Linked DNA regions of Mus musculus: region 1 is linked to region 2. Evidence: chromatin contacts called from public Hi-C data. All regions are on one chromosome and are shown on one strand. Each heading gives the region's core, a stretch centred on a gene start, on an enhancer-like site or on the middle of the called end of the contact. The rest is flanking DNA. Distances are from core to core; before and after follow the strand shown. Region 1 has its middle 19 kb from the start of Arl4c. Region 2 overlaps Gm29538 (predicted gene 29538).

Evidence for each region. A called contact is a pair of places that touch in the nucleus more often than the background predicts.
Region 1: a Hi-C map of CD8 T cells shows a contact between it and region 2, with 2.6 times the contacts expected there. The contact joins two enhancer-like sites. A contact is called at or near these places in 33 of 484 Hi-C or Micro-C datasets (CD4 T cells, CD8 T cells, DN3 thymocytes and 24 more) and 9 of 115 datasets of contacts at active chromatin or transcription factors (CD8 T cells, double positive thymocytes, embryonic basal ganglia and 4 more).

The regions. Positions count from the first base shown.
Region 1 is chr1:88,717,707-88,725,291 of GRCm38.p6, reverse strand. No RefSeq gene overlaps it. Among named protein-coding and RNA genes, the nearest start is that of Arl4c, 19 kb to the right of the region's middle. Within about 2 kb of position 5,136, at least 19 of the 459 cell types and tissues checked have an H3K27ac peak or open chromatin away from gene starts, as enhancers often do. A contact at or near this core is called in CD8 T cells, where this site is marked.
Region 2 is chr1:88,450,750-88,457,657 of GRCm38.p6, reverse strand. The region is part of intron 1 of Gm29538 (predicted gene 29538); the gene reads left to right. Among named protein-coding and RNA genes, the nearest start is that of Gm28888, 6.0 kb to the left of the region's middle. Within about 2 kb of position 5,202, at least 25 of the 459 cell types and tissues checked have an H3K27ac peak or open chromatin away from gene starts, as enhancers often do. A contact at or near this core is called in CD8 T cells, where this site is marked.

The DNA.
Region 1 (7,585 bases), core at 3,887-6,386, 270 kb before region 2:
ATCCCTTTGACAGTTCTCAGGATATTAGATTCTGCTGATGAACAACTTATCATCTACATTGCCAGACCATACCTATCACAGAAGCAGGGACTGAAGACCAAAACAGGTTTCAGCCAACTCATGTCTTGGGGAGGCTGCCCTCACTCAGCAGGGCTGCCATAGAATTTGAAGCAATGATGGAGTGGGTGGCCCAGCTAAGGGCTAGTGTAGAAATTAATCACCTCTCTCACAGGGCCTTTTTGTGTTCCTGTAATAAAATACCCTGACCAAACTCAACCTAGGGAAGAAAGGGATATTTTTAGCTTACAAATTAAGGTTACAGTCCATTATTTTTGGAAAGTCAAGCCAAAAACTCAAAGGATCACATCCACAAGCTTGGTCCACAAGCATCAAGGGACAAAGAGAAAATAAATACACGAATCATCACTTGCGTGCTCTCAGCTCCATCTCTTCTCTCTTATACACCTCAGGAGCCCTGCCTAGGGAATGCACTGCCCACAGTGGGCGGGGTCTTCCTACATTAATTCACTATCTAGGCAACCATTGATAGACATGCCCACAAGCTAATATTATCTACGGAACTCCTCATTAAGATTCATTTTCCAGGTGATTCTGGCTGGCGTTGGGTTGGCAGTTAAAACTAATCAGCATGAAGCTCCTTTCTGACCTCCTAGCTGTTGCCGTGGTAGGAGTCAGGGCCTTCCTGCCTTGAAGTCCTCCATTATTGCTGATTCCTGTCTAATACCTCAGAATCTTCACTGAGGATCAAAGAAGACTCTTTTTGCTTTGCCAAGCTGAGAGTTATTTATAGATTTTCTTTTTAAAAATGAAAGATTCTGAATTCCAAGAAAATTAGCTAGAAGGCTTGCCAGCAAGACCCTTCATTTTCTCTCACTTTGCCATTGGACAATGTCTAGCTGCTCTCCACACTTACTTCTGAGCCTCTATTTGGGCATTTCCAGCTGCCTTCGTCAACTCAGGTTGACACCACAAAATGCCACAGGCTGGGAGCCTTAAACAGCGGTGTTTGCTTCCTCGAAATCTTGAGGTTGGGAATTCAAGATGTTCAGACTGGATTGGTGTCTAGAGAAGGGCTTTCCCTGGTTACAGATCACCTAGAAGCTATCTGCTCCACAGCCTTTACTCTCAAGAAGTGGGAAGGGAGAAGGCATTTTTGGTTTCTATTGTTTGATTTCTGCTGCTGTGATAAATAGCACAATAGAAAACAACTTAGGGAGGGAAGGGTTTGTTTTAGCTCAGAGTTCCAAGTTTTTTTATATTATATATATATATATTCAAGTGCAGAGTAAAAACAGATACATTCATTTTTACTTATCTGCTTGTACTCAGTTTCATTTCCCCATTCATGCAGTCAGGATTCCTCCAGCCTAGGTAATGGTGCCACCCACAGTGGACTGGATCTTCCCATATCAACTAATCAAGACTATCCCAATCAGACATGCAAATAGTCTGATGGGGATGTATGAATGATCTCTTGTGAAGACTCTTTCCCCAGGTAATTTTAGTTTGTGTCAAGACGACAATTAATGCTTGTCATCACAGTGTCCTTCTTATGATATCACTCATCTTATCACCCATGTGGTGACATCACTTTAGTTTGTCTTAGACCATTTTGTTGCTGTAGCAGAATATGATAATCCCTGTTATCTATAAAGAACAGGAATTCATTCCTCACTGTTTGGAGGCTGGAAGGTTCGAAGTCAAGGCACCAGTGGACAAGGTGTCTGGTAAAGGCTGTTCTCTGCTGCCTGTTGCTGCATCCCACCCCCTAAAGGTAACAGTGTTTTTGCCTTCAGGTCAAAGCACCAGACAGCTCTGAGCTTCTTTCATAAAGACATTATTTAAGTTATGTTTTCCATCGCTGTAACAGAATGCCTGGAAACAAAGCAACTTAAAGAAGGAAGGGTCCGCTGTGGCTCACGGTTTGGGGGTACAGGCCATTGTGACTAGGGAAGTGTGGCATCAAAAGCAGCCCCAGTTGTGACTACAGGGCTCGTCCCATTTTATCTATAGCTAGAAAGAAGAGATGAATGGTGATTTTCCATTCCTTTTCTTTCTTAATCAGTTCTGAACTCCAGTCAATAGGGTCCATAGGTTCTTCAGGGTCAGCCCTTCCTCTTTGGACATGTAAGTGTGTCTCCTAAGTGATTTTTGTTGTTGTTGTTGTTTTGAGAGGATTTCTCTGTCTAACCCTGGCTGTCCTGGAACTCATTCTGTAGACCAGGCTGGCCTCGAACTCGGAAATCTGCCTGCCTCTGCCTCCCGAGTGCTGGGATTAAAGCCGTGCGCCACCACTGCCCAACTCCTACGAGATTCTTAATCTAATTGTCCGGGTTTTGCTTTTTGTTTTTGTTTTGTCAACTTGACATGAATGATCTTGCAAAAGAAACCTTAATTAAGAAAATGTCACCTAGGTGCTGTGGGAGCCGCGGGTTACCGTGCAGACGTGGCCAAGTTCAAGAACCACACCACACACAACCAGTCCTGAAAATGATGCAGAAAAGGCATCAAGAAAGCCTGGTCACAAAGATACAAATCTCTTAGGGGGTTGACCCCACGTTCCTGAGAAACATGCGCTTTGCCAAGAAGCACAAGAAGAAAGGCCTGAAGAAGATGCAGGCCAACAATGCAAAGGCAGTGAGGGAACATGCAGAGACCTTGTGAAGCCTGAGGCCATCCCAAGATGCCAAAGGGCCTCAGCCGCAAACTCAGCCACCTGGCTTTCATTGATCACCCCAAACTTGAGAAGCAGATTCTACGCTACATGGCCAAGGGTCAAAGGCTCTGCCAACCGAAGCCTAAGGTTCAAACCAAGGCAGAGGCCAAAGCTCCAGCTAAGACCCAGGCTTCAGCTCCAGCCCAGGCTCCCAAAGGTGCCCAGGCCCCTGTGAAGGCACCATAGAAAAGGCTTCTGCCCATATGAAGACAGATGGACTGCTGTGACACACCACCACACACTATTTGCAGATGACCAGTGTCCTATGCTGTTTTTACAAATAAACGTGAGGCAAGATTGAAGAAGAAGAAGAAGAAGGAGGAGGAGGAGGAGGAGGAGGAGGAGGAGGAGGAAAGGAAGGAAGGAAGGAAGGAAGGAAGGAAGGAAGGAAGGAAGGAAGGAAGGAAAGAAAGAAAGAAAGAAAGAAAGAAAGAAAGAAAGAAAGAAAGAAAGAAAGAAAGAAAGAAAATCTCCATAAGATTAGCCCGTAGACATGCTTGTGAGCATTTAGTGGTTGATGTCGGAGGGCCCAGCTCATTATGGGTGGTGCCACCCCTGAGCTGATGGTCTTGCGTTGCATAAGAAAACAAGCTGAGTAAGCCATGAGAAGCAGGCTAACAAGCAGTATCCTCCATGGCCTCTGCATCAGTTCCTAACTCCAGGTTCCTGCCTTTGAGGTCCAGCCCTGACCTCTGCTATATTATAAGATTATAAGATGTAATAATAAGGGGAAAATAAACCTGTTCCTCCCGAGTTGCTTTTGGTCATAGTGTTTTATTTTATCAACACAAACTTTAACTAATCGAATTGTCGATGAACCATCACAGGCATCAGCCCCTCTCCTGAGAGCAGAGCCCTGAAAGCATAATCCCCTTTCAAAGGTCCATGTCTCTTCCTATTATCAAATCAAATGTTAGGATCCAGCGGGGATTTTGGAAGGATTCAAACATCCTAACTATAGCAAACCTTAATTGCCCACCAAAGGCCCAATCTCTCACAGAGGAGGACACCCCCACCATTCCGAGATTTTGCCTGAGACTATAACAAAAGACAGATAAGAGGAAAAGGAATAGAAGTCTGTCAACAAGAATATCAAGCCTACAACACACGGGGTGCCCGCTAGCGAATCGTTTGAAGAGGCAGTTTGGACCTCCAGCTCATCTTTAAAAAGAATAACAATATTCTGGAGAAATGGCAGAGGTGAGAGAGTGGCTTCAGCTCTCCAAGGCTGAGAAACCATGAGACCATAATCTGGGTTATGGATGTGGGTCCTGGATGTGGATCCCTCTGGAACCCTCTCTGGAGAGAGAGGCTTCAGGCTAGAGGAGGAAGTAGACAGCCTTTCCCACATTTGCAGAAAAGAAAGAGTAGGGCGCTTTCCCCACACCACCACCACAGAGAAGGAGCAGAGAGGCGGGTTTCCCTGCCTTTAGGCAGAGGCGGGTAGAGGGCGCTCCCTGCATTTTCTACTGCATTGTTACCCTCAGCTCAAAGCAGTTCTCCTGTCAAAGAGATAGATTTTTGGGTCAACACGTTGTTGCTTTTCTCCTTCCACAGACAGACTCATCGGAGTTAGGATTTCAAGGTACAATCCGAGGAGACAAGGTTCGGTCTTTCAAGAATGCTTAGATTTGTTCAGAGATCGGGGTGTGAGTGGAAAGGCTTTCTCCCCACTCCTTTGTTCTAGGAGCTCTGTAGAGAATAGTTCTGTTTGTGCACACAGCCAGCCCACATCCTCTGGTCCCTGTCCTGCCCACTGACTTACGCTGGTTAGTGTGCATTTCTGAGATGCATGCATCCCTTCCCTACTCTTAGCTCTGTGGCTCTTGTTTCTGTCTGACTGGACTCAGCCAGAGGATAGCAGGGCACACCATTGAAGGATTAATGCCCCTCTGCCCTCCCCTGCCTACCTGGCTCCTCCGTGGCACACTTCCTCCCTCCCCTTTCTTTCTCTTTCCTGATTTTGAAATCTCAGCTCTAATTTAATGTTTCCATCTTCAGTTATTAAGCCTTCCTTTAGTGCTTGAGAGCATCAGGGAGGTCGAGGAGACACCTGGGGCCCAGAAAGGCCTCCCTGTGCACCCAGAGCTCTAGTCACTCCTGTGCCCTGGACTTTTGGTCACTTTCCATGAAGGCTAAGCATCATAGAGAAGTCTGAGGATGCATCCTTCTGCTTACACATGTCCCAGTTGCTGGACACATCTTTTGTAGTAAATTACACATCTAGAGACAGATTGAAGGTCCTGGAGCTGGTGGGTGCCCACACCCTGAGACAACTATACCACATCTTCTCCCTCCTGTTGTCCAAATAGTTCAGTTCAGTATAGAACACATACTTACTTCTTCCTATTCTTGAGAAGGAATGACCATCTCAATTTACAGAACTCTACTTCGCTGATTTTCCTCAGCTTGGTAATTGTAGGCTCCAGTTGCAGGATCCTCCTTACATTCCACAAATATCCTTCAGTCTGAACCCTTTGAAAATCTAGAACATATGGACTCTCTCTCCAAGAAAACAAACACTCAATTTTGAATTGCCATTCTATCTCAGGGGTTGCAGAACTATGACAAAGTCTGCACAAAAGTCTGGATCCTCTCTCTATTATAGATAATGATGCAGGTCAGAGATACCAGAAGAACCGGTTAAAACTTGCATGCTCTCAATTCCACATTAAAGCAGAATCATTACGGGCATGTGCCAAAAAATCTGCATGTTTAATAAGCATTCTGGGTGGTCTACATTCACAGTCAACATTGAGAAGGGTTTTTCCAGATCGTTAAACTAAACTCACTACTTCTGAAACTATTCAAATGACCTGGCTCTCAACTCATGTTCAATGCCTATACTATTTTACCAATCCGATTAATCATGGCTTGCCTTCCACTGAGTGGAGGACTTAGACCGCCCGCCATCTTGTCTTCTTTAACTGTCTTCCAAACCAGTCTCTCTGGTACATGTTGGATACTGGTTATTTTTGTGAAGTTTCTAATTTTGAAAAGTGGTCAGAGTTTCTTTTGCTCAATTCCGTCTGAGAGTGTAAAGCTACCAGAGATCTCAGTGAAGTGTTGCCCCTAACTGCAGCCCTTCTGTTGTCTAAGTCTCTTGAGTCTGGCCCAGTAGCTCTTCTCCTTGTCTTTATTCTTGTCCAGCTGTAGACACCCCCTGATCTCTTTAGGTAATCCCTTCCTTGGTTGTGAATCACATGCATTCTCCTTTATCTCCTGTTCTTCCTAGAATACTACTCTCCTTTTTTTTTCCATTAAAAAAAATTGCAATCTGTTAGATAGGAAAGAAACAGATTGGATGCAAGAAATTCTGCAAAGCAAGATGTTAGGAAGGGATGCTTCTGAGATATTTTGGGATAATAGTAATAGTACTAGCAAAGATCTATTGAGCACCAAGGCTTGGCTCTGTGCTCTTGTGTGTTTTATGCATTGATTAACTTATGTGATTCTCTAGAGGACCATAGGAAGTAGACTTTAGGGCCATACCAACCCTGCACTTAGGGAAACTCAAGCACAGAGAAGTTATATAGCCCTGTCCTCCAGGGCAGCACACACCACATCCTAGCTGCAAATAGAAGGTGCCAGCCTATATTCCCCAAGTTACTCGAGGCTCTTTTAAGGGGTGATCAGTAGCACACCACCACCCACTCCCCATGACTAGTGCCTCCTTCTTATTTAATCCCTTGAGTCCTCAGAGCACCCACGGAATGCTGGCATAGCCCTGGACTTTTTATAGATGAGAAAAAATAAGGCTGAGAGCAGTTGGGCAAGTCTCCGTAATTGCAGAGCCAACAGGCAGAAAATCCAAGGCTCCCACTCAAGTCCATCTGACTCCAAAGCCTTGGCTCTCAATTACTCTGTGACTTGCTTACACATGTGTGCCCATATGTGCCCATGTGTGTGTGTGTGTGTGTTTGTTCATGTTCTGTCTCCACATGAATGTTCAGAATTAAACAACAACACTATTGCTAATGCTATTTCCTGCCAACAGCACATGGCTGTGGATGTGTTTCGACTGTCAATCACAGCATCAATGTCCCTGGGATTCAATCACCCATGTGGAGTGCTGACTGCAAAGGTCTAAGCTTTACGCACTCCATTAACAGGGGGAAAAAGCCAGACCATATCTCTTCTCCAGTGTTCAGGTTGATTGTGTGATAGGATTGTGGCTCTGGGGCATCGTAATGGTTAACCTTGATTTGTCAACTTGATGGGATTTAGAATCACCATGGAAACAAACCTCTGTGCATGTCTGCAAGGGAATCCAAAGGTTCAGTTGCTTGAAGTGGGAAGATTCACTCTAAATGTGGATCGCACCATCAGTTGGGGTTGAGTCCTGGACAGAATAAAAAGGAGAAGCGCTAAGTACCAGTATTGGTTTCTTCTCCCCACCCCACCCCGTTCTCCCCCTCCCCACCGCCCCCGTTTTCCTGCGACAGACACAGCGTGGCCTGCTGCCTCACCCTCCTGCCCCCATGCCTTCTCCACCATCACAGACTGTGTCTTCACAGTGTCGTCTAAAACAGGCCCTTCCTTTCTTTAGTTGTGTGGTTGTCCGTAGTCTCAAGCATTTGAACATTTGGCCTCCGCTTGGTGGCGCTTCTCTGGGAGGTTTAGGGGGCGTGGTCTTGCTGGATGAAGTGTGTCACTGAGGGTGGACTTTGAGATCAGAAGCTTTTGATTTCAGTTCACGCTCTCTGTGAGCTTACAGTTCAAGATTTGAATGCTCGGCTTCCTGTTCCTGCTGCCGTGCCTGAGGCTGCTTCTGTGTCTCTGCTCTGCCGTAGTGGTTTCTTATCCCCCTGGAGCCATGATATAAGATAAACTCTCTGGTCCTCAAGT
Region 2 (6,908 bases), core at 3,953-6,452:
CTGTCATAGTGAACTGGGAAGAAGTGATTCTCCTGCTGGCCTGGAAGCAACAGCCAGCTGCTGCTGCTGCTGCTGCTCCTGCTCCTGCTCCTGCTCCTGCTCCTCCTTTTCCTTCTTCTTCTTCTCTTCTTCTTCCTCCTCCTCCTCCTTCTTCTTTTTTCATTTTTTTTCATTGGATATTTTCTTTATTTACATTTTAAATGTTATTCCCTTTCCCCATTCCACCCCCACCCCCCACCCCGTGGAAACCCCCTATCCCATCCTCCCTCCCCCTGCTTCTATGAGGGTGTTACTCCACCCACCCACTCCCACCTCCCCACCCTCGGTTCCCCTACACTGGGTCATCTATTGAGCCTTCATAGGACCAAGGACCTCTCCTCCTATTGATGACAAGGCCATCCTCTGCAACGTATGCAGCTGGAGCCATGTGTATGCCTTTGTTGATGGCTTAGTCCCTGGGAGCTCTTAGGGGACTGGTTGGTTGATATTGTTGTTCTTCCGGTGGGGTTGCAAACCTCTTCCAACTCCTTCGGTCCTTTCTCTTTTTTTTTTTTTTTTTTTTCGGTCCTTTCTCTAACTCCTCTATTGGGGACCCCGCGCTCAGTCCAGTGGTTGGCTGCGAGCATCTGGCTCTGTATTTGTACGGCTCTGGCAGGGCCTCTCAGGAGACAGCCATATCAGACTCCTTTCAGCATAACAGCCAGCTTCTTAAGGCCTCTGGAGAGGGTTCCATTGTGGTTAAGGAGGTATGGCATGCTCTTAGGGAGCGCCCTCTGCTGGCAGGAAGCAGTAAAATAGAAACCTCAGCCATTACAGGCACTAGGTCAGTACAGAGCAGGATGAAGGAGAGACAACTAGGGGGCAGGGTCTTCCTCTATCCACCCCTAGATTACAGTTCTGTGAAACCCTGTCTACCCATCCTTCGAAAGCGTAAGGCGACGGCTATGTAGCTTTTAGTCTACCAAGCCTATTAAGTTTGTTATTCTCAAGGGAAAATTAGCACGGGGTGACACCGAACACTGGGTTAGATCTGTGAATCGCGGGCTAATGAACATGTATGTATACTTAAATATATTCCAGAAACCCAAGGGCTATTATTATACCTGTAGGAAAAGGAATTAGAAAACTATTGTCTAGCATGGCACAATGAGTCTGCTGAGAATAACCTGTAATTAACTGCAGCCGAGTTCATTCTGGGATTCCTTACAAGGCTCCCCACACACACCATTTCCAGCCGGCGTGGACACCAGCATTCAGCTCAGAACAAGCTGCAACCACACTTTGGCTCTCTAATTTGTTAATAAAATCATCTATCTCCCATCTCCAATGATTGTGCTACTGTTTTATAGCATAATTATTCTGGCCCTGGATTTTAGTGGTAGGAAACGGCCCATGGCTTTTTTTTTTTGGATTGGTGTTGCATGTTCTATTGTGAGATTGTTAGTTGAGGCCAAGGGGAAGACAGTGGAGGCTTGGGGAAAACCAGTGTTTCAGAGCTCACAGATATCTAGAGGCAAGAGGGAGTGTCTTGAGGCAGACTCACATGGAGAAGCTACCCTAGGAGAATGGGATAAGGGGAAAGCTTGGCCGAAGCCTGCATTCTGACTTCCATGGATAAGGAAGGCAGGGCAGCAGGAAAATGTGTGACTGGCTAGCTGGATCACTGCACCAGCTCTGGACTGGAGGAGTGGCCCCCAGCTGCTCCTGGCACTAGGCTGGATCAGACAGGAATACCGTCCCCAGGTCCTATGTGCAGACAGGGAAGGTCACTCTGGGTGAAGCCGGTACATAGCAGAGATACAGCTGTACTCTGTGTCTTCTTTAAGAATGGGCAAGCCCTGACAGGACCACTGCCTCCCCAGACCCAGCAGAGGAGCATCACCACTTTCACAAACTTGAAAATGGCCTGTTGTTCAAAGGAAACACATTGCAAGCTCCCAGTTCAAACAAAGGTGGGCTGGCTGCATTTTAAATGCCTTCATCTCATTTCTCACTTAAAAAAAAAAATCCATAAAAACGACACTGGAGACAGTGGTCTGTGGTGGAGGTCTGGCCTGGCATGCACAGAGCCCTGGGTTCAACCCCCAGTAACACACACACACACACACACACACACACACACACATTTTAAATAAAATCTATAAAGATAATCAGATGTACATAGCATGAGTCTGAGGTCAGCTTGAAGATAAAATTCCTAAACTGTGTGAGGGAGCTCAGACAAACACACTGTGTCATCTAAAGGTGCAAAACCAAAATTAAATAATTTCGATTCTTTACAATTCCCACCTGCCAGTTAGTTGAGTTTGCTCCCTCCCTCTCCCCTCCCCCTCCCCTCCCCCTCCCCTCCCTCCCTCTCCCCTCCCTCTGTCCTCCCCCCTCCTCCCCCTTCTTTCTTCCTCTCTCCCACTCTGGGAAAAACAAACTAAGAAGCTGGCAAAAGGCAGACAGTTCTCCTGAAGGAGTTAGGTGATAGGTTTGAGCCCAGTACTCTCCCAGCAAGCCGCTGGGAGCCACAGACCTCTGACCACTGGGAGCCACAGACCTCTGGCTGCTGACTGTCACTCCCTGGAGCACAGGGAAGCACAGAGGCTGCTGTGGTCTGGGGTCTCCCCACCCAAGAGCAGAAGGAGTTGAAGGCTGGTAGTCCTACCTGCAGAGGAAGGCACAGCACTCGCTAAAAATTAACATCCTGACCCTCTAGCCAGCTCAGTTAGGGAAAACCAAAGGACTGTTGGAACAGGAAAGGAGCCAAGTTAGTTCTTCAGTAATGAGACGTCATCATTGCCACTGGTGTTGAGTGCCGGCCTACAGCAGGGCTGGTCTTCAGAGCATCCTCAGATGGAATATTACAGAATGGCTTCTACTGTGTAGTCAAGGGCAAAGTGCAGGGGCTGGTTTTCTGCCTCTGGTTAGTGTAGCTTATTAGAATTTGTCTAAAAACCTCTGTAAATCTATCTATCATCTACCTATCTATCTATCTATCTATCTATAATATATAATAAATTAATATAGTAAAATCACTCAATATATTAATTATTATATATAATATAAATATAATATGTATTAATCTATGCATCATCTACATATCTGTCTTACATATCTGTCATCTACCCATCCCTCATCTGTCTATTATCTATCTATCCTGTGTGTGTGTTGGCTTACAGGTGATTCCACTAGGCTCCTCTTAGGTACCTGTGCCATCACCTGCACGGGCCAGTTTCAGGTGTTCTACAAAAGGACAGCTTGCCACCCCAGTTCTGTCACTATCTGTTCCCACATGTTTCCAGCCGGTCTCTCTCTCTCCCCCTTTCTGTCCTTCTCTCTGCCCCCGCTTCTCTGCCCTCATGGCTCTGCTCATCTGTCACCCCTGTCCCTTCTCCACACCCTCACTCCCCTCTCTTCCCCCAAATAAACCTCCTTTATACCAGATCTGCTGCATGCTGTGATTTCTCAGGGGACACCTTGACATGAGCCCACCAGGTAGCCCCCATGCCCCATTGTATTATATTTTATAACTGTGTTTATCATTATTTTTACCTATCTTCCTACGGTCTCTCACCTACCTATTCTTCACCCATCTACTATTTACATCCACCTATATGTCTATGAAATCCATCTATCTACCAGCCTGTCATTTTTTATACTACTTGTTTACAACAAATATCTGGAATCTACCAGCCCCAAGGGAAACAGAGAGGGCAAACTCTGTCCCAATATGTCTGAAAATGCTTAACCTCCAAGAGCGGCACTGTCTTCATTTTTTTTTAAGCGAGCAAGAGCCCCCACCTCCCCAAACCACAGACATCCACCGGCCTGGGCCCTCCCTCACCAGCTCCTGCCTAGAGATAGGATGCAAATGAGGTGAATAATTAGCTTTAGTAATTGGAAACGTGAGGGAAGACACCCAAAACCTCTCCCAGAAATACCACTTACATTCTGAGGAGCAGAAAAATTCGTTCACAAATTACTTCCCACCTATTCTATCAGCATTTCATTTCTGACCCATTTATTTATTTATTTATTTATTTATTTATGCCACACGCCATATCCTGCTGTCCCCTGATTGCTTACCTGGCAACGACTTTCTTTGATGAAGACAAAGCTTTTCCTTGCCCCTCCTTATGCTCCCATTAGCATAAATATCACCCCCTTCAGTGTCTCCTTTCACCAAGAGCTGCTGTTCTGCCTACCTTGTTGATTTGCAGATTTCTCTTCTGTGTGTGAGCACACAGCACCGTCTTTCCTGCAGGGTCTAGTCCTGTCTGTCCAGGTATCCCTAGTATCCTGCACAGAGCCTGCTTTTACGCTTGTCCATTCACTGCCAAGGAATCCAGTCAGCTGGCCTATATTATTCCAAACACTCCAACCTCAGTTCACAGCCTGCTTCCTTCCCTCTGACTAAAAGCCCAAGATCCTAGGTCAGGGTCACCACACAGGACAGGCCCAATGTGGGGAAACCACAGTACTGCAAACACAATAGAAACTTGACTGCGAAGTCAATCCAGTTATTTGGTACAAGCTACATCTTCCCTAAACTCATGGCTTTATCTATAAACGCGTTTGTCTACTCTCTGTCTCAACTGCTGTGTTAAATGCTAGGCAGAGGGCTCTGTCTGTCAGTGTCCGATGCAGAACTGTGGGAACCTGAGCTCAGACCACCGCCCCTCCCCCACCCCTGACCATATTAAAAAGCCTGCTGCAAGGTCCGTCTGATGCCACACAGCATGGGTGGGTGGAAGACATTCAGAGGCCTGTCAGCCTCATGGCCTACTCACCTCAGCAGCTACGGTGATGTGTAAGTATATGGTGTGATTAGAGAGAAAGAGAAGCCGAACTGGAGACTTGAGGGTGGGGAGCCCAATGTGAGTAGCCTGAGTCCTGTAGCAGCAGGGGTCTGTGTCAATGTCCATGTTATCACCAAAGGCCATGCAGACGTCCCCTGTATGGGCTGCTGCCTGGGACCCAAGGGCTGTGCAGAGCTGACCCTGCCTCTTTCTGGTTGTGGCACTTTGGATGGGCTACTGGAGCAGAGCTGGAGAGCTTGTCCCTGTGGTGTGAATTCAGGTTAGCGGGTGGGCTGACCAACTCAGCTAGCGTCCAGGCCCAGGTCCAGGGCTTGGAGTTGACACCACAACGCCTACCCCATGTATGAACTGCTGGAGCTCATAAAGAGGCCGGTCCTACAGATCCAAAGCTGATAACTGAGAGGAACCCCAGAGAGGCTCCAGTACCAATAGTGCCTCGAACCAGACCAATGACTCATTCCATAAACACTGGCAAGTAAAGATGCTTAGTCAAAAGGGCACAACAGTGTGATACACCATGACACACTGCAGCTTGCAGGGCGAGATCTTCCTTCTTTCCTTCCTTCCTTCCTTCCTTCCTTCCTTCCTTCCTTCCTTCCTTCCTTCCTTCCTTTCTTTCTTTCTTTCTTTCTTTCTTTCTTTCTTTCTTTCTTTCTTTCTTTCTTTCTTTCTCTGTTTCTGTTTTTACTTTTTTGTTTTCTTGAGGGCTGGGGAGAAGGAGGTTTCAAGGGCCAAGGGCAGGCAGATACAGAGACAGGGAGATAGATGAATGGGACTCGGGGTTCACGATGTGAAAGTCACAAAGAATCAATAAAAAAGTTAAAAAGTAAATAAAGAGCCTGCTGTGCAGTAGACACATGCCTACCACCCCCTCTGTAGAGACAGAGACGGCAGCATCTGTCGGAGCTTACAAGTCCGCTGGCCTTGCCAAATCCCTGAGCTCCAGGTTCAGTGTGAGGCCCCATCTCAAAAAATATTGGTGGAGAAGCAACTCAGGAAGACATCCTATATTGATATCTACATGAACATACTATGTATGCACACACCCACACAAACACCACACACACACACACACACACACACACACACACACACACACACAATGCCTATAGCCCCCTAAAGCCCTAAGATGTTATGATGCCTGGTTTTACATAAATAAAATCTGTCATAAAGTAGTTGAGTGTACACTACTATTCTTTTAAGTATAAACAGATGACATGAATGTGTAGCGCTCAATGGTTCTTACATCGTACAACCAAAATAAAAGGGTGAAAGAGGTCAGAAGGGCCACCAGAAGAGCTGGCCAGGCTTCCCAGGAGCATGGTGGTGTGCAGCAAGGACCGCAGAGAACAGCTGGCAGCATGGAGGGCTGTCCCAAGCTGTGATGCTGCTGGGTGCAAAGTCAGCCCACGGTGCCAACCTGTGGGTACCACAAGACAAGATTGTCATTTTTAAAAGAGGCATCATAGAAAGATGGAAAATCAAAGGCGCCTGTATTTCAGTGGAGAAGCCATTATACACCATATAAAGAAATCAAACATGAGTGACTATTTTAAAGATTTATTGCAAAATTCAATTCCAGGTATTCAGGGTACTTCAAGCTCGCAATTATTTTTCTGTCACTGTGTAACTGAGTAATTCTAACTGTTCATTATACAGTCTCCGAAGGAAAATTGCTGGCTGGTCAGCACGTTTCCATCTTTGGTTGACCTGGCCACTCACTACAGTGTGGGCAGGGGGCTTATTTTCTCTTCCAATTTGCCTAAAAATATTCTCACACAGCCCAAGGAGAAAAGGGATCTAGGCCTGACAGCCATTCCTTCTGAAGCAGAAATTGTAACCAAGTTCACAGAGCCTGACAACTCACTGCTGTGCATAAAATGTGGCGGCCAAAACTGTGAAAGACTAAAGGTTTGTTAATGTAATTACCGCAGGAGAACTTTACACATCCTCTGCAGTGGGTTAAAGTTAGAACCGGAAGCCCTAAGGTTGTTTCTGTTTCAGTTGCTTCTTCCCGTACCATTGAATTCTCAATTGTAAATGATGACTTTGTGACAAGTTTCTATTCTTTCCAAGTCAAATAGATGTGCATCTCTGGGG